Regions from separate parts of the Mus musculus genome. Here regions 2, 3, 4, 5 and 6 are each linked to region 1. The links are chromatin contacts, called in public Hi-C, HiCAR-type, HiChIP or PLAC-seq and capture Hi-C maps. All regions are on one chromosome and are shown on one strand. The core of a region is the stretch at or near the end of the contact, and the rest is flanking DNA. Distances in the headings are between cores, read along the strand shown.

The links. Hi-C and Micro-C count contacts between places; a contact is called where the count stands out from the background. HiCAR-type assays count read pairs that join an accessible place to other places. HiChIP or PLAC-seq counts read pairs in DNA pulled down with a chosen protein or histone mark. Capture Hi-C pulls out chosen DNA fragments and counts their contacts.
Region 2: a Hi-C map of B cells shows a contact between it and region 1, with 5 read pairs. The contact joins the promoter of Lrrc63 here to the promoter of Sucla2 in region 1. A contact is called at or near these places in 3 of 39 promoter capture datasets (hippocampal neurons, liver and pre-B cells) and 1 of 484 Hi-C or Micro-C datasets (B cells).
Region 3: a contact with region 1 is called in a Hi-C map of B cells, with 10 read pairs. The contact joins the promoter of Rubcnl here to the promoter of Sucla2 in region 1. A contact is called at or near these places in 6 of 39 promoter capture datasets (the 3T3-L1 cell line, 3T3-L1-derived adipocytes, the C10 cell line and 3 more), 1 of 484 Hi-C or Micro-C datasets (B cells) and 6 of 115 datasets of contacts at active chromatin or transcription factors (astrocytes, embryonic forebrain, embryonic midbrain and 3 more).
Region 4: a contact with region 1 is called in a capture Hi-C map of embryonic stem cells, with 9 times the contacts expected there. The contact joins the promoter of Lrch1 here to the promoter of Sucla2 in region 1. A contact is called at or near these places in 10 of 39 promoter capture datasets (the 3T3-L1 cell line, HPC-7-derived erythroid cells, cranial neural crest and 5 more), 3 of 115 datasets of contacts at active chromatin or transcription factors (embryonic forebrain, forebrain and large pre-B cells) and 1 of 9 other capture datasets (embryonic stem cells).
Region 5: a HiCAR-type map of astrocytes shows a contact between it and region 1, with 4 times the contacts expected there. The contact joins the enhancer-like site here to the promoter of Sucla2 in region 1. A contact is called at or near these places in 3 of 39 promoter capture datasets (embryonic stem cells, hippocampal neurons and neural stem cells) and 2 of 115 datasets of contacts at active chromatin or transcription factors (astrocytes and large pre-B cells).
Region 6: an H3K4me3 HiChIP or PLAC-seq map of pro-B cells shows a contact between it and region 1, with 6 times the contacts expected there. The contact joins the enhancer-like site here to the promoter of Sucla2 in region 1. A contact is called at or near these places in 2 of 39 promoter capture datasets (embryonic stem cells and neural stem cells) and 3 of 115 datasets of contacts at active chromatin or transcription factors (embryonic stem cells, large pre-B cells and pro-B cells).

Annotation. Positions count from the first base shown.
Region 1 is chr14:73,550,959-73,554,729 of GRCm38.p6, forward strand. Sucla2 (succinate-Coenzyme A ligase, ADP-forming, beta subunit) reads left to right here and starts at 1,828. Exons shown (of 11, transcript NM_011506.4): 1 at 1,828-1,939. The coding sequence starts at 1,850.
Region 2 is chr14:75,128,998-75,132,768 of GRCm38.p6, forward strand. It overlaps Lrrc63 (leucine rich repeat containing 63), which reads right to left and starts at 1,886. Exons shown (of 10, transcript NM_027581.1): 1 at 1,774-1,886; 2 at 468-637. The coding sequence starts at 591. It also overlaps a transcript of Lcp1 not described here.
Region 3 is chr14:75,014,083-75,017,853 of GRCm38.p6, forward strand. It overlaps Rubcnl (RUN and cysteine rich domain containing beclin 1 interacting protein like), which reads left to right and starts at 1,945. Exons shown (of 14, transcript NM_198642.2): 1 at 1,945-2,084.
Region 4 is chr14:74,945,881-74,949,651 of GRCm38.p6, forward strand. It overlaps Lrch1 (leucine-rich repeats and calponin homology (CH) domain containing 1), which reads right to left and starts at 1,997. Exons shown (of 19, transcript NM_001252132.1): 1 at 1,504-1,997. The coding sequence starts at 1,780.
Region 5 is chr14:74,882,772-74,886,542 of GRCm38.p6, forward strand. The region is part of intron 1 of Lrch1 (leucine-rich repeats and calponin homology (CH) domain containing 1); the gene reads right to left. Among named protein-coding and RNA genes, the nearest start is that of Gm10847, 37 kb to the right of the region's middle. Within about 2 kb of position 1,645, at least 100 of the 459 cell types and tissues checked have an H3K27ac peak or open chromatin away from gene starts, as enhancers often do. A contact at or near this core is called in astrocytes, hippocampal neurons and neural stem cells, where this site is marked.
Region 6 is chr14:74,865,412-74,869,182 of GRCm38.p6, forward strand. The region is part of intron 1 of Lrch1 (leucine-rich repeats and calponin homology (CH) domain containing 1); the gene reads right to left. Among named protein-coding and RNA genes, the nearest start is that of Gm52135, 49 kb to the left of the region's middle. Within about 2 kb of position 2,035, at least 69 of the 459 cell types and tissues checked have an H3K27ac peak or open chromatin away from gene starts, as enhancers often do. A contact at or near this core is called in pro-B cells, where this site is marked.

The DNA of each region.
Region 1 (3,771 bases), core at 578-3,077:
CTGATCTCCCACAATGATGCACTGTAACCTGGATTTGTGAGCCAAGAAACCCTTTTGTATCTTAAGGTTTTTTGTCAGCGTGTTTTTATCACAGTGCCAGGAAGTGAAATTAAGATGATGTGTGTGTCTGCTCCACCTAGAGACTCTAATAAAAATTCCCTAATTTCCCCTGGGTGGGGCCTGGGGTGGTTTTCTTACTTTGTTTTTTTATTTAAAAGTATTTTTATTAGCATATCTTAACTGTACATAACAATGTGTTTCATTATAGCATTTCATGCATGCATCTAATACATTTTAAAATTTCATCTTATGTGTACAAGTGTTTTGCCTGTGTACCAGTCGCATGCCTGGTGCTCTTGAAGGCATCAGATCTCTGGAACTGGAACAGGTGATGCGAGCTGCCATAAGGGTGCTGGGGATCATACTGGAACGTTCTGGAAGAGCAGCTGTGGCTCTTAACTGTGGAACAGCTGCCTTTCTAGCCCCAGTATTTAGTTCATTTCGATCATATTCACCCATTTTCGACTTTTGTTTCTTAATTCTGCAGGCTTCACTTTCCTGTCTCTTCTTTGATGGCTGAACACGTTTCATTTGGCTTGCTTACAGGAACACAGGCTACGCCACTGAATGAATGCACTCCAATGCCAACCATTAACTTTCAACCAATCCTCAAGGAGGGGGGAGGCCTCATGAGACCATTACCCCCTCCATGAAAGGATGCTGCTGATGGGTTTCACGGCTAGTGGGGTATCTCCCCCCCCCCTGTGAGTTGTAGAGTAGTCTGGAGTTCTTTAACTTCTCATTGTAGCTTCCATTGGGATGGGATTGCAGGCATAAACTATCAGGCATGCCTTGGGGTGGGTATATTTTAAAGTTAGCATACAACTCATAGGCTTTCTTACAACTCATAGGCTTTCTTACACCATTTTTATAGTAGTTTTGGTTGATCCCTTCCTTCTTTCCCTCACCGCCCTGTTCCTTCTTACATGAGTCTTATTAGTTACTGTGCCTTCACACAAACATATTATTGTGTCTTCTCATGGGGCCCTCTATAGTTTCTGGCCTCTAATCCTTGCTCACACATAAATACATACATATAAAAATTTAAAGATAGCATATTTAAATTTGAGAGAACATGTAATAGGTCTTTCTGGGTCCTGGGTTACCCCATCTTTTTCAGTTCAAATGTGATAGTATTTTCTTTTCTTTTCTTTTAATATGTATGCATTGTTGGATATATGTATGTGCACGTGTGTGCTGGTGCCCAGGGAGGCCAGAAGAGAGTTTCAGAGCCCATACGCAGTGGTGAGCTGTCTGACATGAGGCTGGGAATTCAGCTGAGTGCCACAGCCGTACCAGCTCCAAACTACTAAGCCATCTCTCTAGCTCTCTCAAACACTTTGTTAGGAGTGTTTTCAGTATGGGCGGCTTCAGTAACTAGTGAGTAACAGTCTTTTGAGTATCAGTGGCACTGTCTTTATTATTTTGTGTTATGTTTTATTTTAGTATCTATTGTATCCTAAAGGCTCAACGCATACATTCGCTTTCCCTAAGTAACCCCATTTCACTTGTGAGGCCACTAGGGCTCAGAGAAGGTAAGAAGACTGAAGTAGCAGCGTCACAGTTCTCTAGGAAGCGTTCTGATGGCCCCTTGTCCACATGTCACTGAGGTCAAAGTTCTGAAGGCCAAAGTTTGCTTTGTGCCTGCCAAACCCGGCTCCTCCGGCAGCGACGGGGTTAACGCGAGGCCCCGCCCCCGAGGATTGTCCTTGTCTCGGGCCGGGAGCGCCCCGAGAGCAACTGCGTCTCTGCGCCTGCGCGGTGCCCAGGGGACGGGTCGGACTCAGAAATGGCGGCGTCCATGTTCTACGGCCGGCAGTTGGCCGCGGCCGCCCTGAGGAGCCACCGGCCGCAGACTACGCTGCGAGCCGCCGCCCAGGTAAGCTCGCCCTGTTCGCTTTGGCCGCGGGGGTCGGCGGGCAAGGCTCAGGGGCGCGGCCCAGCTCCGGGGCTCTCAGCGGCGCTGGCACGGCCGGGATGCCCTGCTCTGCACAGAGGCTGCGGGCCAGGGCTGCGAGCTGGCGCTCGGGGCAGCTGGGCTCGGCTCCGTCCCCCGGCCGCTGGAGGCCCGGCAGGGCGGCCTGGCAGTCGGCCTCACCTGCGGGAGCCTGCCGGAGCGATCCCAGAGGGGACGGGGGCTGTCCTTGCCCGGGGCCAACGCTTCCGGACCCCCTTTGGGTAAGGGGATGCCCTTCAAGTGTACTTTGAGGTCCAGCAAACTGTCGTAGGTGGGAAGGACTTAGGAACACCAGCAGAGCTGATCTATCAGTCAGTCCTGGTAGTGAGTACTGATAACGAGTTCTTCAGTTTCCCAGCTGATTAGATGGGAGAGTAAGGATTAGATGGGAGAGTAAATCTTTTAGAGGATTTCACTTCTGGACAGACTCTAGTACCTATTTTGCTGCTTTGTTTCTCGACATTTAGGGAGTGTCAGATGTTGTCCTAAGGTCATTAGGCTTGTCAACAGCACAGGGGTTGTCATTAAGGCCAGTAACCATTGATGACGATCTGATGATGGCTCAGAGAAGTACTTTGGCCTAGGAGACATAGCAGTCTGAGACAGAACTGAGGTTTAGTTCCACAAGGGTCCATTTCTGAAGCTGTGTGCTTGTTGTGTCTGTTCTACAGCATTCAAACACAAAAAGTGGGTACTGGGAATGCAGTTTATTTGGTAGAGGGCCTGCCTGGCATGTAGGAAGTCCTGGGTTCTATCCCCAGCATCCTTGTAACCTTAGCACTTAAGGTGGAGGCAAGAGAATGAGATATTCAAGGTCATCTTTTACATACATAGTTCAAGGCCAGCCAAGGCTTGTCACTAAATAACAAAGACAAACCAATTAAACAACAACAAGCCCCAAACAAATTGGCCCTCAGTGTTAGTACCTTAAAACTTCAAGAGCGGGATTAGCTTTCTAAGATAGAGTTTTGGTTATGTTTTGAAGTAACTAGACACATCATAGGTGGATAGATTTAGCCCCCTCCCTTCCTTAAATAATGCTGCCAAGTTTTAAGAGGATAAGGATTTAGTGAACAAATAGGATTTTATTCTAATAGTTTTTAATCTATTTGAAAATTCCTTTAAGAGAGATGCCTTTGCATCTATGGGATGCTTGATAAATTGTCTTTATTTCAGCTCTTTCTCTTTTACCATAGCATTAAGAATGTATCTTGGGGGGCGGGGGCTGGAGAGATGGCTCAACAGTTAAGAGCACTGAGTACTCTTCCAGAGGTCCTGTGTTCAATTCCCAGCAACCACATGGTTGCTCACAACCATCTGTAATGGGATCTGATGCCCTTTTCTGGTGTATCTGAAGAGAGCATCAGTGTACTCATATACATAAATCTTTAAAAAAGATGTGGCTTTGGAGTTGCTCTTGTAGATGAGGACACAATATCTTAGGAGGAAACTTGTTCAAGGTCATACACTAAATTTAGTAATTCAGTTCACTGAAAGAAATTATTCCTCTGAGCAGGGTAGTGGTGTCTCAGACCTTTTAATCTTAGCACTTGGATCCCTGTGTTCAAAGTTAGCTGATCTACAGAGTAAGTTCCAGGATAATCCAGGATACACAGAGAAACCCTGTCTTGGAAAGAAAAAGCAATTATTCCTCTGGTCTTCCAGTTTTTCTGTATTTACGTGGAGAATAACCCAGGTTATGACAGGTATTCATGGGTTTGTCCAGGAATTGGCCACTTTGGGGGGTCAGGAAT
Region 2 (3,771 bases), core at 636-3,135, 1.6 Mb after region 1:
GCTTCAACAATACACTTATGGATATCATAAACCAACAGATAAAAAAGAGGGGGCACAAAAAATTCAAAGAACCATGGAATTAAGTAGACCAGGAAAGGAACACGTGTTTATATTACAGGAGCTGAAACAGGAAGGCAGAGTCAATCCTGCGTCATCCAGGTGTGTACTGGGTTCATGCGTGTTGTGGAACTTGTATTTTCGCTTATCTAAACACACGTTCCCATGAACAGAAGAACTATTGATTTGGGGATTTTAGCAGTAAGTAAACTCATATTTGACAAGTCCACGAATGAGGATCAATCAATGAGCACACCTATAGAACTGATTCTTGGTTGTTGTCACCTTATGATAAACATTTTTCCGTATGGCTATTAGTAACTGTCTTTACTGAGATTGTAAATTAAGTAAAGCAAGGGATTTCTATGGAAAAAAAACACACCAAGGTTAATACACATATCTGTACATACCTGTATGTACTATACGAACTTTCTTTTTTAATAAAGGTACTTTAGGGAGCTTTGGAGGTAAGGGTCTTCGCAGAAGTAGTGGATGCTGCTGGGTTTTGAGTGAGCGATAAATGCTCTTTTTCATAGCTGCTGGTTAAGTGAGAACTGAACTTCCTGAGAACGAATCGTTACTGAAAAGAAGTGGTTATCACTTAGAAAATATCCTTACGGAAACCATTCTGAGTTGCTATGATACTGAGTTTAAGCAGGCTAGCATTGTAAGGAGGGGGGGGGGGGAAAGAGTAAAAAAAATCATTTAAAATTTATTTTTGAAGTACTTTTAAAATGGCATATTTTTAATACAGGCTTAAGCATGGAGCTTAAGAAAGACAGAGAGGCATTCAAAAAGTTTAACGTTTTCTTTCTGTACTGGATATTGAAACTCTGGTCTCATGCAAGGCCATATCACTGAGCCAAATCCCCCTGCTTTCCAATTTGCTTAAAATTAGAAGTTGGGAAATACATTTGTAAGCCCAACACTTGAAAGCCTGAGACAGGAGGGTCAGCCTGGGCTACACGGGGAAGGGTGGTTTCTTTTAAAAATTTAGATTAATAATTAATATAGATAAAACATATTCTATTATTAATCTAGACCTTGCTAACATTTCCCGTGTGAGTATGAAATTCAACCAGCCAACGCTATTTTCAGTCAGTAAATGGTGACCTCTCTCCCTGCAATATAGGCATTGGCATTTCATTCACTACCTCCCAAATATTATCAGTATAGACTTAGAAGGGATTTTGGAAAAAAAAAAAAAAAAGAAGGTAAAGGCCTCTGAAATCCCACAGTATCTAACCATACACAAACGGTTTTCTTGTATGGCGATGGCTTGTTTTAACTCTCAGCTGACTTAATTTGTCCATAATTATGCAACTCCAAAATAAGACAGGCTTTTTAATACAATGAGATGTTCCAGGATGGCGGGGAATCCCAGAGAATAGGGAAATAAGGACACCAGCTGTCCTCCGCCCCCCCCCCCACGCCCCACCGCCCAAAATAAGTCTTTGTTTTCAGGGCAACCTCAAAAGTGCCTGGCACAGTGCAGCTCCGCGGAATGCCCGGCAGGCAGGGAACCCTGGTGCGGTGCAGAAGAGCGGTTTACCCGCGAAAGGTAACTGCAGGCCAGCGCTCGCTCCTGATTTGTCGGCTGGTAGCGCGTGCCCGCCCGCCACAAGTTTCCTTTTCTAGTTGGTGGGGAGACCCCATCACCACCCCCCAGTCCCCAAGTGTCCAGCTCCTACGGACCCTGCCTTCAAGCACACAGACCAGATTTCCCACGTCCATCTCCTTTATCCCTGAGTCCTGGCTGCCAGTGACTGTCTAGCGAGGTCTCCAGTTAGGTCTAATTCCATGTTTGTGCTGGACGCAGCTCCTTTAGCAGCATCCCCAAGCCCTGCTACAGCCGAATTACGCTCATAGTAAGGACCACCAACTAGTCCCCGCCCCCCAACACTTCCCCACCCCCCCGCACCCGCACACCCCCCCCCCCCAGCTAGCCCGGTAAGAAGCGCAGGCGCACGAGGGTTGGGCACGTCGGGAACTAGGGGCGGGGCATTGAGCCCCGCCCATCTGCCCCGCCCACTCGATCCACCCACTGATTTCGCCACCTTAGGCCAGTGGCCCCTAATTCTGCTGCGGGCAGCGCAGGATGCCCGGAGGCTGAAGTGGTGGAGCCGGGAGGAGTGGCTCCACGTGTAGCTGTACGGAAGGCTGTGGTGACAATCGTTATTACTATTCTTACTCTTAAAACAGTGGCCACTATTATTTACTTACTTTTCTCCATGACTTGACACCGGTGTCTGGAGACTGGGTTGGCATTTTCTAATACGGCTACACTTTTGGGCAGCTGGCCACCGTTACTCATTTTGCAGTAAAACCCTTGTCTCCAAATCGCACGTTCTGTTTTCCTTCTTGTCTCTTGGGTGCAACCTGGTTTGTCTTTCTGTTTTTAAAGTTCTTGGTGGAAGTGGAACTGTGTGGGAACCGAGAGCTGTAAGGCAGTGAGTGGTTCCAAAGCTCTTTAAAAGGACACCCAGGTCTCACTGTCACGGTGGTTGGCTGTGATTACCGGTGTTGGTGCTGTCTCCATGTTCAGTGGTAGATATACCGCGCTTGTTTGCCTGTATGTGCTTGCTTCTCTGGAGATTTGAGAACGAAAACTGGAAAGAACCTATTACAGAGACGGGAAAATCCAACTGAGAATTCAAGTAAGGGGCACTTCCTTCCAGTCACCTCCCTTAAGTGTTTCTCTTCTTAAATAAGGGTGTGGGAATTTCAATAGCACCTTGGGAAATCAGAGACTTCTAGATTCGTTTACTAACCAAGTCTTCCTTTTTCTCCTAAGAGCAAGCATATATTTTGAACCAATGGGAAAATAATTAAAGATGAATCTGGGTAATGCTGTACAACTGTTGTCCTGTGGTGTGTTGGTTGGTGGTTTTGTTATGTAGATTACTTTGTTGTTTACTAGGTACCCTTTCCAAACCAGGGATTTTATTTCACTTTCGTCTGTGTTTGTTTTACATTGCTTGGTTTCCCTGAAAGACAGGAAGCAGACAGAAAGGCAAATCTGGTGGCCACGTTTGTCTCAAGTAATGTATATTGTTCATTATTTTGTAAACAGCAGAAATGTTTCTATTCTTAAGGATAAAGGTGTGGGCAGTCTATTCTTAAAAGCTGAGACCTACTGGAATTCAGTTTCAATGACAGATGTGTTTCAAATGTATGCTTAGCTTTGCATAGTCAAAAATCAAGGCAAGTGCATTTGTTAATTAAAAAAAAATGCTTTGTCATTCTTTGCAGGTTTCTTTTGGCAACTACCATGCCAGACCCAGGGCAGTTTAATATGTAACCTCAGCAGTTGTCAGTATTTTGTTTTCTATAACTATTGCTGTAACTATAGTTCCAACCATTTAGAGAAATGAAATAGTAATGAAAATTAAATCCCTGGTTTGATAAGTCTTCTACGCCCATGTCAGCTATTCTACCATACCTTACACATTTTCCATGGGAATGACAGAAGCATGGGATAAAATTGTGAAAGCCTACATTCCACTCAGTTCTGATTACTTTAGCACTTCTTGTATTTAATTTGTTATTTTTGAAAGTACGGCTACCTCACCTTCTCCTTCCTTCCTTCCTTCCTTCCTTCCTTCCTTCCTTCCTTCCTTCCTCCTCCTCCTCCTCCTTGTCTTCCTTCATCCTGTTTATCTCTTGGAAGGGAGGGTGTTCCCGCTTTGGCTTTAAGGTTCTATTTCACCTGGT
Region 3 (3,771 bases), core at 695-3,194, 1.5 Mb after region 1:
GCTTACATTTCCATACTGCTGTTGATCACCAAAGGATGCAGGACTGGAACTCAAGCAGGTCAGAAAGCAGGAGCTGATGCAGAGGCCATGGAGGGATGTTTTTTACTGGCTTGCTCAGCCTGCTCTCTTATAGAACCAAGATTACCAGCCCAGAGATGGTCCCACCCACAAGGGGCCTTTCCCCCTTGATCACTAATTGAGAAAATGCCTTACAGTTGGATCTCGTGGAGGCATTTCCTCAACTGAAGCTCCTTTTTCTGTGATAACTCCAGCTGTGTCAAGTTGACACAAAACTAGCCAGTACAGATGGATTTCAATCGTGGGAGGTCAGAATGGCAGGTTCCATCCATCTGTTGGAGTGGGTGGTGGAGGCAAAGTCTTGTTCACATAGGAGCAGAGCAGGAAGCAGAAAGTTGTGGGATTGGGGCTGGGCTATAAACATGAAAGTCCCACTTTTAGTGACCTACTTCCACCAGCTCAGCTCTACTCCTAAAGGTTCCAGGGTCTCCCAAAATATCACCAGCTATTGGGGAACAATCTTAAAAACAAACAAACAAAACCTGTAGGGGACATCTCAGATTCAAACTTTCAGATTTCTTTATTATTTACTATATATAAGGAAGCCCAGTTCATATACTGTAGCTGTCTTCAGACACACCAGAAGAGGACATCAGATCTCATTACAGATGGCTGTGAGCCACCATGTGGTTGTGGGATTCGAACTCAGGACCTCTGAAAGAGCAGTCAGTGCTTTTAACTGATGAGCCATCTCTCCAGGCCCCAGATTCAAACTTTAATGTGCTCAGCATGACATTCACTGTAAGATTCTTTCTCCATGTCCTGTGCTCTGATTTCTCTCCTTTTAGATATTCCTGAATCAAGTTTCTCACATAGTCCCCTTTTCATAATTTGTCGGCTTATTTGATGCTTCATAGAAATTGGATATAAGGGCTGTCGAGAAGGTCCTGAGTTCAAATCCCAACAACCACATGGTGGCTCACAACCATCCGTAATGAGATCTGACACCCTCTTATGGAGTATCTGAGGATAGCTACAGTGTACTTATATATAATAAATAAATAAATCTTAAAAAAAAAGAAAGAAATTGGATATAAGATCTCCTGCCAGATACACCTACCTTAACAAGTCTGACTGTGCTATCTAGCTATGGGACCTCAGATGAGTTATACAACACTGTAAGCCACATATCCCTTAGCTTTGAAACAGATGATTTGTTTCCATCAGGGGTGGCTTCAAGGATACTTAAACAGAAAAGGAAGCAAGCTCAGCAGCCGAGCAACAGCATTAGCACTAACTTGCACTGTTTGTCTATTAACTTGTCTTGAAATAGTCTTGCCATGTAGCTTTTGTTGGCATCAAAGTTTCAATCCTTCTGCTTCCACACCAGCTCCTCTTTCTGACCTTTTAATGTCAGGTTTTCCCAGAGGGTGGTCAGATAACTCAGGATCTTTCCAGGTCTAACCCAGTGTAACCCCCAAGTAAACCGGCCACACGGGAAGGGGAAGACAATGATGGACAGCTAGTATTCAGCTGACTTTGTCTTATTGTTTTCTAACTTACTCCGAAGAGGCAACAACTAGTTAAGTTTAAACCATCCAAACTAGGATGCCCCAGGGACTGAAGGTGTTTCAGAGATGTTAAACAAATAATCCAAAATATCATTGTATTTGCTCCACGACCTGGACAAGTCAATGAACAAAACCAAGGGACCGTCAAAAGCGATGGAAGTAGGTTTTGAGAACGGAGCCCTGTAGGCGAAGCAGGGATCCATTTCCCAATTTTAGCAGAGATGACTTGGGATGCTGGAGCTGTGTGCAGGATTAAGAGTCCCAGTTCTTTCCCCAAAGAGCACCGTGCGCCACCTAGAGGAGCTGAGGGCAGTTGCACGTTCGAAGTCGAGAGAACTTCGGTTTCTATTGGTGAAAACTTTCTGTATTCGTTGGCAGCTTCTCTCTGCACCATCAGAACCTCGGAGCTGTTGGCACACGGAGGAGGTGATCCGAACCTGTCGCTGCCACGGGGCAAGGTGGCTATTTGGTGGATAAAACGGCCAGGAGGCGTAGGTAAGTCGCGGTCCCCGCGAGGTTCTCTGACTTGAGCTCCTACACATCCGAGTTGGGAGGTGGGGGGAGCCGCAGCTTGGGAGTTGGGGGCGGGGAGCTCATTTGTGCCAAGTTTGTTTTTCGTGTTTATTACACCCAGGGTTGGCGGGTCGGTGGCGTCCGAGGGCAGAGTGTGTCCGTGAGGCGTGGGTCTAAAGGCGCCCACTCGGGAGCGCGTCCCCGTGTCTCCGCGTTCTCGCAGTCTCAGGCTTCGCTTTCCCCGAGCTTTTCAGATCACGAGTGTCGCGGGCGGAGGGAAGCAAAGATAACTGGCGTCCCCGCAGCGTCCTGGCTGCATCCCTGTCCTAGCTGCCTGTCCTCAAGGCAGTGACCCCTGAAGGTGTCCTGAAGCAGCGCTGGCGAGCCCTACTGGCCTGCCTGCAGGAAGCAAGGCACAGTGCAGATGAGAAGCCCTGGGCTAGGGAGAGATGACTTAGGGTGACCCATGTTCCTGGAGGCGCTCAGGACAGTGTCATGGTTGCTTGGGAGCTGTGGGAAGTTGTCTCTGGAGAGAAGAGGACTTTTGCGGTGTGACTTTACAAAACAAGGGCCAGGAGAGGTAGCCAGGCATCCTCATTGCGGCAGGACAGAGACGAACCCAGGCGGTCCCCTGGCTCTTCTCAGTTCCTCAAAGGCATGAACCTTGAGAACCCCATCCTCATATCCAACTGCCCTGGACTTGTCAAGGTAGCTGAAAAACGTTTCGCCAATGTAAGCAAGCACACTCCACCTGAAGTCCGTCTACCTGCTGACCTGGAATTGAAGCAATTCCCTGACCCGGTGAGGGATTTGCCCGTGGAAGAGAGAATGCTTGAAAAGGGATATTACTCTAAATGAGAACGAAGGCTCAGAAAACAAAATCAAACAAACCAAAACCAAGCAAACAAAACAATATACCTCCCCATGTATTCTGGAGGTGCCCCTATGGCAAGTTACACTGCCAAGTGCTAGATCTTCAGTTGAAGTTGTGGTTCGAGAGAGCAAAGGTTTGGGGCCCAGTTAGTAAACTTGGGATTTCTTAGACAAGTCCCAAGTCCAAATAGTCGTCAAGGCACCTCCATGACCCCAGTTCCCTTGGTGAGAGGGGAGAACACAGGTTCCGTTCCCCTGAGAGTTAGAAAGATTAATGAACTGAAGGGACAGAGGTATCCTGGGAAAGCCTTACGTGTGGCCTTTACAAGAAAGTGACCAGCACTGTGGCCACAGCTCCTGTCTGCAGTGGCCAGCAGATGCTCCATGCAAGCTTGGTCTTTTCATAATTCCGTGTGGCAAGGGTCAAAGCACGTCTGTTTCTTCATTCCCCCCACCCCCAGCTCTCAGTTCCTCTTTGCCGTGCCACCTGACCCTGCTCCTCAAAATCTTTTATTATTAGATAATAGGAACTGTGTTGCCTGCAGTGGTGGTGCACACCTTTAATCCCAGCACTTGGGAGGCAGAGGCAGGCGGATTTCTGAGTTCGAGGCCAGCCTGGTCTACAACGTGAGTTCCAGGACAGCCAGGGCTATGCAGAGAAACCCTGTATCAAAAAAAAAAAAAAAAAAAAAAAAAAAAAAAAAAAAAAACCGACAATAACAACAAAAAGGAACTGTGTCTTCTCATTCATTTCTTCAGAATCTGTATAGAGTTGAGGAAGGGGTACGAGGAACGT
Region 4 (3,771 bases), core at 747-3,246, 1.4 Mb after region 1:
CTCAAAGACATGCCAGCACAGCACACATGCCAACTCTACCCAACCTTGGGAGGAATCATGAGTAATACTGAAGTGTTGGAATAACTCTAAGCCTGCTACTGAATAGCGCGAACACGTTAGCATGGGGCATTCTGATTCTCCATTCTGCAGTACACAGCCATTCTAACTATGGCAGATGGGAAGGAAAACATGGGGTGACTTTTTAAGGTTAATGATTCAGGCGACTCTTAGAATAACTTCTACTTGAGAAGCTGTAACTATGAGGTCCTATCAAGAGCCTCTCCAGCTGTTGAAAACTGAGTTCTGGAATTTCCCCTCTGCTTACCCATTCCTGACAATCCTTAAACCCAAATATCACCGTTTAATGACTCCAGAGGAGTGCTTCTAGCCTCCAATGGACTCAGAACTCCATCTAAATTTTCAATTGGTCTCCTGATTAAATGTTTATGGAATTAACCAGAAACCTAGCCTCCGAAAGCCACAGCTGGCTCCCCTGCCCCGCCCCCTAGTCTTCCTTTATAAGTAGCTGAAGGACCCCATCTGAAAGCCAAGCCATTCAGAAGCCTAAGAGACCTGATGCAAGTCGGAAGAGACAACGACAGTCGTGAGGTCTAGGCAATGGCACAAAAGTGGGGCACCCACTGCCCTGGGAAACGCTAGGCGCTCGCTGGGGTACAAATCGTCCCGCAAAGAACAGAACAGGATATGGTCGGAAACTTAAGTCAGATCTGCACGGATTCCCAAGGCCCCAACCCTCTTCCACCACCCTCCTTCCTGTTTATGGGTCCACTCCCACAACTCCGACTACTAAAGGGAAAGCAGACATCTCCAAAATATGTCAACACATGACACAACTTGAAGAAGCAGGCTGCTCTGTGGCGCGGGTTACAACTTGCCGGGCTCACACTGGCAAACAGGCTCACTTTAATTACTTTTCATTTACTATGCCACGCTTCCCCTCCAGGGCCCCCGCAAAGACCGGGGTTAGTGAGAACCGGGGAGCCCCGGTGGAGGGAACCAAAATGTGTGGGCGGAGAGCCAGACACCAGCCTCTGCTCGCACAGGCGCAGAACCAAGGTTGGCACCGCCTCTCTGGCTGCAGCAAGCCACGGTCGCGCGGCGCGGAGGCCGGGGCCCCGACACTACGCGGAGAGGACAGGGCTAGCCGACGGCCGGCCACCTTTGTCTGGCCTTCCCCACCCACCAGGACGCAGAATGCTTCCATGTAGAGGTCCACGACTTGGTTCGTGTTCTGGACTTGCTCGCGGTCGCCCGAGATGCCCCCACTTCCCGCGCGCCAGGAACAGCTCCTAGGCGCATCCCTGCGCTCCTGCACCACGGTCGCAGGTCGCCGGGGCCAGGAGGACCACCGTGCCCGCTACAACCACCGTGCTCGTTGCAGAACCCGCTCCTGCCGAGCCAATCTAGTAACACATTCGGGCCCGGCGGGAAGGAGCGACAGCCCGGCTCGCACACGCGTGGCCAGCCCCGGCCTTGTCTCACCTGCCCGAACCGTGTCCGAGAGGTCATGTCCCGGGGCCGTAGTCCTGGGAAACTCCTTCAGCTTCCTGGCGCTCAGGTTCAAGCCCCCAGAGTTGGCCGCCTCCTCCAGCGCGCGCTCCAAACCACGGTTCAAGGGCAGGTTGAAGCCGGTGCCGCCGGTGCCTCCGTGGTGCTGGTGGTGTTGGTGGTGTTGGTGGTGCTGGTGGAGATGCGGGTGCAGGGCGGTTACCGAGAGAGCGGGCGCGAAAGCTTGGGGTTCGCTTCCCGGCGTCGCCATCTTCTCCCGGTCCCCCGCCCCGCCGCTCCTGCGCGGGGTCACAGGTTTCCCCGGCGGTCCCGAGTCCCCGCAGCGCTCCCTCGAAAGCCGCGGGACTGCGGGAGGGGCGGCAAGCGGCGCAGAGGTGGAGGCAGCAGTTCGATCGCCAAGGTTTCCAGCCGGGGGAGCCAAGGGCTGCGGCGGCGGCAGCGACGGCAGCGGTGGCGCGCCTGTGTCTGCTCGTGCTCGCGCCCCCGCCCGCCGCTCCTCCTCCGCAGCTTGTTGGCGCTCCACCCCCGAAGCTGGCTGGAACTGGATGCACATTCTGGGTGACTTTCTCTCCAGCCCGACCCCTTGTAGTTTACACATCTGCGGGCCAGGGTATTTTGTCGGTTTCGTTTTTGTCTTCTGGGATTTTTTTTAAGCCGTTTATGAAAACCCAGGCGAGGCGGGAGACAAGATTTGGAATACAAGGTCACAGGGAGGAGAGTGGTTCTGGTTGATTGATCCAGAGTTGCCCCCAAAAGCAGTTTTTCCACTGTGGGTTTACCCTCACGGACGCCCCCTGGCATTTAGGTGCTTACCATACAAAATCTCTCACTAAATCCAGGAAATCTGTGAGTGGAAAAATTGCTTCCTTCAGCGAGAGGAAGTTAAAGCGAGCCGCGATCACCCCTGCAGAATTCGAACACGCAGCCCACAGTCACCAAAATTTTGCACCTTCACTACAGACCACAGGAACAAGAAAGACTTCAGGGCAAATAGACAAATCTATAGAGGAAGGGCTTTGAGAAAGGGTAATTTTTATGATAAAATACCCAAATTATTACTCCAAGCGTTAGAACGCCAAAGACCTAGTGATCACAAAGGTCATATCTTAAACCTAAGCCTAGGTACTATGAAATGTTCCGGGTGCGCCACCTTCTTATTCATGTGAGGCATGGGAACTGAACTGTCTGATTGCAAACAAATCTTCTGCCATGGGTTGACCTACAGTGGGCGCCTGAGCCAGGCCTTGCACCCCATGGAAGAGCCAGAGGACCTGTGTCACCTAAAGCCACCCAGCTGGAAGACTGATAAAGCCTCCATTCCCTTCCCACACCTTAACAGCCTGGGACCCAAAGCTTGATAGTCTCTATGGAGTGACTCGGCTTGGAGAAATGAGGCTGGAGTGAAGTATGGACATGATACAACTTTATCATACATACTACAGTAATGCAGATCTGTGATAGTCTAGGCAGCCGCGTGGACCTAATGACTTCTTGGGCTCAGCACTAAGTATGACATGATCTATGTCACTTGCATGGACTTCGCTACAGGGCTACCCCTTAATTCCTGAGATTCCAGGCTGAGAGCAAATCCTACTTATTCCGGAAGAAACAGGCGCCACCTAGTGGTGTGCCGCCCTCACCCCCCACCACCTTCCTCCTCTCTGGCTCCACTTCCTTCAAGTCTCTATGATTTCATAAACTGTGCCTTAAGCTTAGTTTTGTTTTCACCCTGTTCTGTAGGCGGTCTCTTCGATCTGTTGCTTCCTTTGTGGTGTAGAAGCATTTTCATTTCATTCAATCTTGCTTGACAGTTTTTGTAATCATTTCCTGTGAGCTTAGGGCTCTTTTCAGAGAATCCTTCCCAATTCCTGCATCATGGAGGGTTTTTTCCTGTTTTCCTTTGACCATTTAAGGTTTTTGAGTGTTATATTAAGTGCTTTGATCCATTTTGAATTGATCTTTGGGCAGGGCAAGATACAGAGATCCAGTTTAATTCTTCCACATGCAGAATCTAGCTTTCCCAGCGCGATGTGCCAGAGACCTTCTTTTCTCTGGTGTGTGCTTTGGGTACCTAGTGAGGTAGCCTTAGGTGCAGCTGCACTGATTCATTCCTGAATCTTCTGCTCCTTTGAGTTACGTGGTTTTGTGGCAACACCATGCTGTGTTTCTTCCTGCAGTTCTGTGATACTTAGAATCTTCTATTGCCATTCCTCCAGCCATTACCTTTTTTGTTCAGTATTG
Region 5 (3,771 bases), core at 395-2,894, 1.3 Mb after region 1:
AGTTTTTAAAAAAAAAGGAAGAGGAAGAACTTGAGTAACAAGATGAATCCACCCACCACAAAATCCTGCTAAATGCCACTGTATCAAGGGTTAAAAATGTATCTCTGACACATAATTAACATTCTTGGGGTTAGCCAAGTGATCCATCATGATGTTAATGCTTTCTTCTTCATCTTGATTTAAAACAGATTGTGTCGCCAGGGCAAACAGCTGAATCTAAGTTCCCGCCCCCACAGCTGTCCAGCCTCCCACCTGTCCCAGGACCTCCCTAGAATGGAACGCCCTACCCCCCCATCCCCATCCCACACACACATACACACACACACACACCACCCCCACTTCACTGATTTTTGTTTTTTCTGCAAGACTTCAAGCCTCTATGGCTTTCATTAAAATCCAACTCAAACTACTAGCATTCCACCGAAGGTGGAGGCGTACGTATTCGCTAGGAAATAAATGGAAGAGAACAGGGCACTAGCAAAAAACTCTCACTGTAAAGCTAAGTGAATCGGATCCCAGCCAGTTCCCTTCATGCTGCAGGAAACGCTTTCATCCCTCCAGCCTCCAGCCCACGCCATCCACGTCACACTCCAGGCGACAAAATGAAGGAAGGTGACTGCACGGCAGCGTGTTCTGTTCTGTCTGTCTTTCAGCAACTTAGCCTGGCAGGCAAAATTGTTGAAAGTGAGGAACAGAGGCAGAGCTGCATAACTCACGGTGAGTTAAGAGAAGTGGGTGGGGCAGCAGCCTTGGAAAGCATGACCCATCCATCCATAGTCAGTGATAAAAGGTGACATGCTTAAACACATCCCTCAAGGAAAAGGTTGACTTCAATGAAAAGCAAGCAAACACACACCCACACACACACACACACACACCCACACACACACACACACACACCAAACCTGATGAGGATGAGTAGGTGTTTTTCAAAAATCTAACTAACCATACTTTGTTTCACTGGTGCTGGGAAGCTCACACTTTATAGGTGGTTTAAGACTCTTAAATTAGGGCCTGTGAGATAGCTCAGTAGGTAAAGGTGCTTGCTGCCAAGCCTGAGAACCTAAGTTCAATTCCCAGGTCTCACATGGTAGAGAAAGACGGACTTCTGAAATTGATCCTCCATATGCATGGTGAACACACACAAACGCACTACAATAAATAAATGTAGTAAGCATTTATAAACTAATTTTATTATTATATGTAAGTACACTGTAGCTATCTTTAGACACACCAGAAGAGGGTGTCAGATCTCATGACAGATGGTTGTGAGCCACCATGTGGCTGCTGGGATTTGAACTCAAGACCTTCTCTCCAGCCCATGAACTGATTTTAAAAGGCTCTTAAGCCAATCACATTTGTGGATCTCCCCATCCTTACAGCTTGTCTTGTCTCCCTCACTCTCCTTCCATACCTGTCTCCTGCAGTACCACGGCACTTCTGAGAGCCCCTACCCAGCCTTCACATGCTAATCACCCGAGCACTATATCTTATCTTGCACAAAAAAACCTGGGCCGGTCCCTGGCAATTACCACCATTAATCAGAAACTGCTCCCAAGATAAAACCAGATTGCATTAAACATACCAGATGATGAGTCCCTAGCTCACAGGGACTCTGTAGCCTCCTAGCAGCTGCTCCCAGGAGAAGCAGAACGCTGGCCCAGTCCGAAACCACTCGCCCAATTACAGTGGAGGCCAATGACAGGCCAGCATCTTTAAACCACACTAAAAGCTTCAACCTCGGCTTACTCTGGGCCACGCGCCAGAGGGATCGGCTATTATACCGGGCAGCCTGGCCCCTTGCAAATACTGTTTTCCCAAAAGGCTTCAGCTTTCACTGAGCAGCTCCTGCACAACAAAGCCAGTTCAGGGAAATTACCGAGGACAAACTTCCTAAAGAAACAGCGAGTGTAAAACCTTCTCAATAGGCAGGCCCTGTGTCCCTGCACCCTGCTAGAAAACCCTAGGGGAGGGCAAGTTGTTCAAATTAGAAACTAATTTATATCCTTAGCTTATTCTTAGTATGAAATGATTTCAACAGATACGATAGAATAAAAAAAAAAAACAACAACAACAAAAAACAAAACAACAACAACAACACATATACTGAAATTTTTCATCTTTCAGGTCCTTTGACCCCTGAACAGTTCCTTTGGGGGTTATGCGAGTGTCGTTTGTCCTGAATATTCTAGAGCCACACTTTCATGTCAGTAGTACAGTGAAGAAGCTCAACAGATACTGGAATCCAATCCACTTACAAGGGTTCCACAAGCCCGTACCTGTTGCCAGAGGCAAGGTCAGGATTCACACTGCTTTTTAATGAGCCTCTGCCAGTGAGCCTCATGCAGACACTTGTCTGTTAGCAAAGATGCAAATCATACCCACCCAGGCTGAAGGGAAGCAAATCCACTCAGCAGTCAAGATGTGGCAGGTTAGCTCTGTGCCCTAGGTAGGTCTTCAGTGTTGCTTAACGGTCTCAACCAGGCGGATGGCTGGCCGAAGGAATCCCATCAACACAGGAATCCCATCAACAGAGAAGGCACGAGTTAAGCCTGCTAAACGCTTAACATGGTTGCTGTTTTTGAAAGGTGTAGAGTGTGTGTGTGTGTGTGTGTGTGTGTGAGTGTGCGTGTGCGTGCGCGCGCGTTATATAAATCATGGGTAAGTATGTGTAACATTCTAATAATCCCAGCACTCTCTTGAACTAACATCGGGTAAGTATGGCAAGCATTTTACCAACTACGCTACCATTCCAGCTGCTCTATGAAAGTTGCGCATCTCGCACATTTTATCCCTGGGCTCCTTCAGCAACGTAGCATGTTCCATTTAACTCAGCTCCTTAGGACTGCTTTATACACCAGCTTATGCAAGCACCCTATCACAGAGAGAAGAAGAATGCGGTTTGATAGGGTTTAGAGTCTTATGTCTGCAGCACAGGCAATAATAAACCTATTCATCAAATAAACCCCTTGAGCACTTGAGAACACAAACTAGAGAAGACAGAAAGAAGCCTTCAGGATCGACAGTGGAAGCTGTTCAGGGCAAGCTCACCCACCTGAGGACTGTTCCACTTTATCGCAAGGCAGTGTCCACAAATACTGACCACAAAACCACAAGGTAACTGGTGGCTTTACATTTTCTTGACATGCTGGCTTTATAAAACTTTATAATATCGAGGGTGTTAAAATATCAAATTTATTCAAATACAATAAGAGTCTGACTTAATTCTTTTTTTTCTGAGAGATCTAGTTAGGGCAACAGCCAAGAATCAGGTACAGCTCCACTCCCCCATTACACCTTACCTCCACCTGGCTCCTCTCTAACACCAGCAGAGTCACCTGTTAGGAAGCAGATGCAAGTCTGTGGCGCACCTGTTAAATACCTCTCACAGTTTGCTGCTGCCCCAGACCAAAGGCCACTCTGGATTTTCTGTTCCAAGTATGGTATAGCAGATCTAGGTCCTGACTAGTTATTTGAGCAGTATGCCTGGCATTCCTTCGGTGAAACACCACTGGTCCCACCCCTCCAAGCTCCTCAGGGAATGAGACATGCACAGATGTAGAAAATGCACTGTGGAGCCAGCCTGCAGCCCTCTTCTCAAGAATGGGCAGGTAGCATTTTGCCGACAGAAGTATCCCATTTGATGTACATTCATCAGTACTCAAAGAACCTTGTGAACACGAATGAAATAGAGAGAGAAAAACTTGTGGATACCAAACATCTGTGCTCATCACAGCCCTCACAGAAGACCCCAGACTGGGAGCTGAGGCA
Region 6 (3,771 bases), core at 785-3,284, 1.3 Mb after region 1:
AGAGGCCAGCTGTGGGCTACAGCGCCTACTTTCTGTGCACCCCCCCCCTCAAAAAAAAAAAAAACAGAAAGAAGAGGAGGGTCAGAGAGAGGGCTAAAGAATGGAGGGAGCAGAAGGGAAGGGAGAGGAAAGGGAGAGGTCAGAGAAAGAGAAAGGAGAGGGGAGAAGAGGAGAGGGGAAGGGAAGGAGGCAGTCCAGAGAAAGGGGAGGGGAGGGGAGAGGTGGGGGGGGGGGTAGAGAAGAGAGGAAGGGAGAGAAAGTAAATTTAGGACTTAGCTATAATCAAAGGCACAGGACAGAAAGCAAACCCCTAACCTAGGCTCCTAACAGAAGGCATCAGAGCCCAAGCAGACACCCCCAAAGTCTGAACAATAAATGTTCTCCACTCCAGAAAAAAACAGGAAAAGCAAATGCTCTCTAGACATGAAGCAAAGGCTAAGAGGGCAATTCACTTGTTAATCTCCAATGACAAAATCTAAAAGCAAACGGTACACTTTGGTGAAAGACTCAGGAAGACCTGAGCCATGCAGAGATAAACAGGCTTTGCAAGGGACCGTGAACTTGGAGGGGTGATTTGTGTTTGTTTTTTGGTTATTTACAGTTCTTGGGCTTCTATAAATACAGAGCGGATATCAGTGACTCCATTTAGGGCTGTTTCCCTAAGTAAAAACCTCCCTAGAACCTCTCAGCCTGTTGGCATGTTAGAGTCACTTCAGAAGCCTGGGGATCACGACTGGAGCCATGGGGATTCTTGTGGTATCCATATGATGCCCCGACAGTCTACAGGGATGGGGGAAGGGCAATGAGCACCCCTGCCCGGTCCCACCATGGAGAACAAAGCCACTACTACAATTTTGAGCCAATTTTGAAACAAGCATTAATTAAATACTGGCCAGGATGATGGACTCTGGCCAGGTCTATTCCGGGGTTCCCAGAAAATGGCCACGAGTCACATTTTACAAAGGCTTATAAAAGCAAACCCATAAAGCCAGGTATTTCCCACCACATCCAATCAGGGGCAAGCATATATCCTGACATATGTCCTGCCTCTGTACCTCCCACCTACATGTGATCAGGGACATCTGGTGAGGTTGGGTCAAGCTGCTTTGGGGGGCAAACACTTCTTATATAAATAGCCCTCAGCATTTCAGGGTGTATCTGTCTTAGGGCAAGTGGCTTACAGGTTAGAGGTATTTTTGTTTTATGTATCTCTTAGGCATAGTAAGTACTTAAAATATAACTTTGGGAAAGTGTGTGCCCAGAGACAGGGCTAATCTGGAGAGGATGTTGGTTTGGACACACAGAGAGTCCCATAGCAGGATCCAAAGGTGGGGCTGAAAATACTGCCCAAGTTGGAGTCAGCCCTCGCTGGATCTGAGCCTTACTCCCATTGTCTTCTCAGCAAGTTTCCAATACAAACCGGGCAACAAAAATCTAACCAGGAATGAAGTTGTACATATTTTGAAAGAGCCACGGACATGGAAAACTAGATTTTCTCCTTCCTTTGTTGACATGTGCGCTCCACACCAGGTGTCTTCCTCCCTTGCTGTCCACCTACTTATTTTTTGGAAAGACTCCCCTCCTCCCCTGGTCTCTATTCTGGGCTTATTTGGAGCTGGCCAGGAAGCCCCAGGGAGCCTCTTGTCTCTGCCCACCCCCTACACACCTTATTTTTAAAGTAGGTGCTGGGATTGAACTCACACTTGCACAGCAAGTACTTCTGAGTGACCCATCTTCACAGCCCCCTCTTCTTTCCCTCCTTAACAATAACGAGCCAAGGCAGATGCCTCTGTAATTCCCAGTAAGGTTCAGACTAGTAAAAAGCAGAACTAATTCCCAGCTGTGTGAACAGCCACCAAAGCTTCCTGAGAGCCCTTTCTCGGCTCAGCCTCAGAAGCCGAGCTCTCGGAAAGATTGACTGTCCATCTGAGTAAATCTTGTAAAAAGAAAAAACATTAACTGGCCCATTTTTGAGCCTGGTCAGTAGACACTCCACAGCCTTGTGAAAGCTACGTGACCTCTGATCAGGTCTTTAACACATTTTCCAAATGAAGGGACGTCTCCTGGGTGCCTTTGTTCTCCACCCAGCCCAGGCGGGCAACTGCCCTTGCTGGAATCCCACCCTGGGGTCTTGCTCTGCAGTGAAGAGTCAAGTACACACCAACACAAACACACTCGGGGCAGCAAACCGGCACCCCTAAGACACGGTCTGCCCACATCCGCTACTTAATTGAAGTATTCACACGAAAGCCAAGCAGCCAGAAATAAAACAATGAGGATCACGCTGCCAAAGCAAGCATTGCAAATCCCTAAAATAAAGTGGCCAAAAGAGTAAAAATAAGCAGGGTAGAGAAGGAAAACAGTATGTGGAACCCAGTGTGCAGTCAGCAAGATTGAGCGGAGGGACGCTGTTTTTGTATAAAAAACGGAAAGTGGTAGTTCACGAGGAACGGGTTGAATCCCTTGTGTGCCAGCAATAACATCCGAAATCTGCAGCCACTAGCATCCTCCATGTACAAGCTCTGATGGGCCAGGACAGCTGGGGACCTTGTGGACCATATCCTGGTGGTCAGAAGAAAAGTCCCACTCTTGGAAATCACTATCATGAGCCGGTTCAGGAAAACCAAGCAAGACCATAAACATACTACCATGTAATTAACTTCAGAAGCCAGCATCCCCTTCCTAACCCAAGAGGGTTGCAGCCTCAGACTCCCAGGAGATACCTAAAGAGCCCAGATAGTACTGAGCCCACCTATCCTTTTATTCTATATGTGTGCCCATGATAAAGTGGAATTTACAAACTAGGCAAAGCAAGAGAATACCAATAAGGGGAGAGAGAGAGAGAGAGAGAAAGAGAGAGAGAGAGAGAGAGAGAGAGAGAGAGAGAGAGAGAGAGAGAGAGAGAGAGAGAGAGAGAGAGAGAGAGAGAGAGAGAGAGAAGTAGAACAGCTTCCATAACAAACTGTGATAAAAGCTGTGTGGCTTTGGTCTCTCTATTGAGGGGGAAGGCTTATGTTATTTTTGGATCACAGCTGACTGTGATTTTTGGATGAACAGTGACTGAGACAAGATAGTTAGGAACTACTGTGTCAGTACCAGCCATGAGGTCCTGTCAACTGGGTGAGATGTGTGCCCGTCACAGGGAAGTGCAAAGCCCTGGCTCACTTGCACCTAAGACCTTGTACCTCCAAATGCTCTGGAAAGCTCTTTCCACTTTGATATTGTGGCTTCTCCTGAGGACATGTTGGGTGGTGGGGTGGCCTAGGGTCACCACCCTTCTCCAATTAGTTAGGCCAGGTCTCCTCTATCTCTCCATCTGAACTTCCTCGCTGCCCCACAAAGCCTTCTAGCTGGGAAATCTACTTCCTATCACTCTCCACACACATAAGAGTCCAGCCCCATGATTCAACACTCACCACAGGAGGGGCATTAGAATAAGGGAACAAGGCTCCAGGCAATGTTGAGTCCTGACTCTGAAGATTTTACCACCAGAGACTTCGAGGAGCAAACAGGCAGAAATAGCAAGCAAATTCCTAAAAGCCTGGAGAGAGTCCAGCTCTCAGGCACATATCTCTGAGATCCACCAAGAAGTAGGTCTCTCACTGATAAGCTCTCAAAGCTTTATCTATCACAACCATTTTCTGTCCCATAGTTTCTTTTTTCCCTTAGCACACAGATAGCTATTTAGTTGTGTATGGTGTTTGCGTATTTAACTTCATAAGTTCTACGGCAGTGAGGCCCTGAGACACACAGCTAGAGCTCTGTGAATGT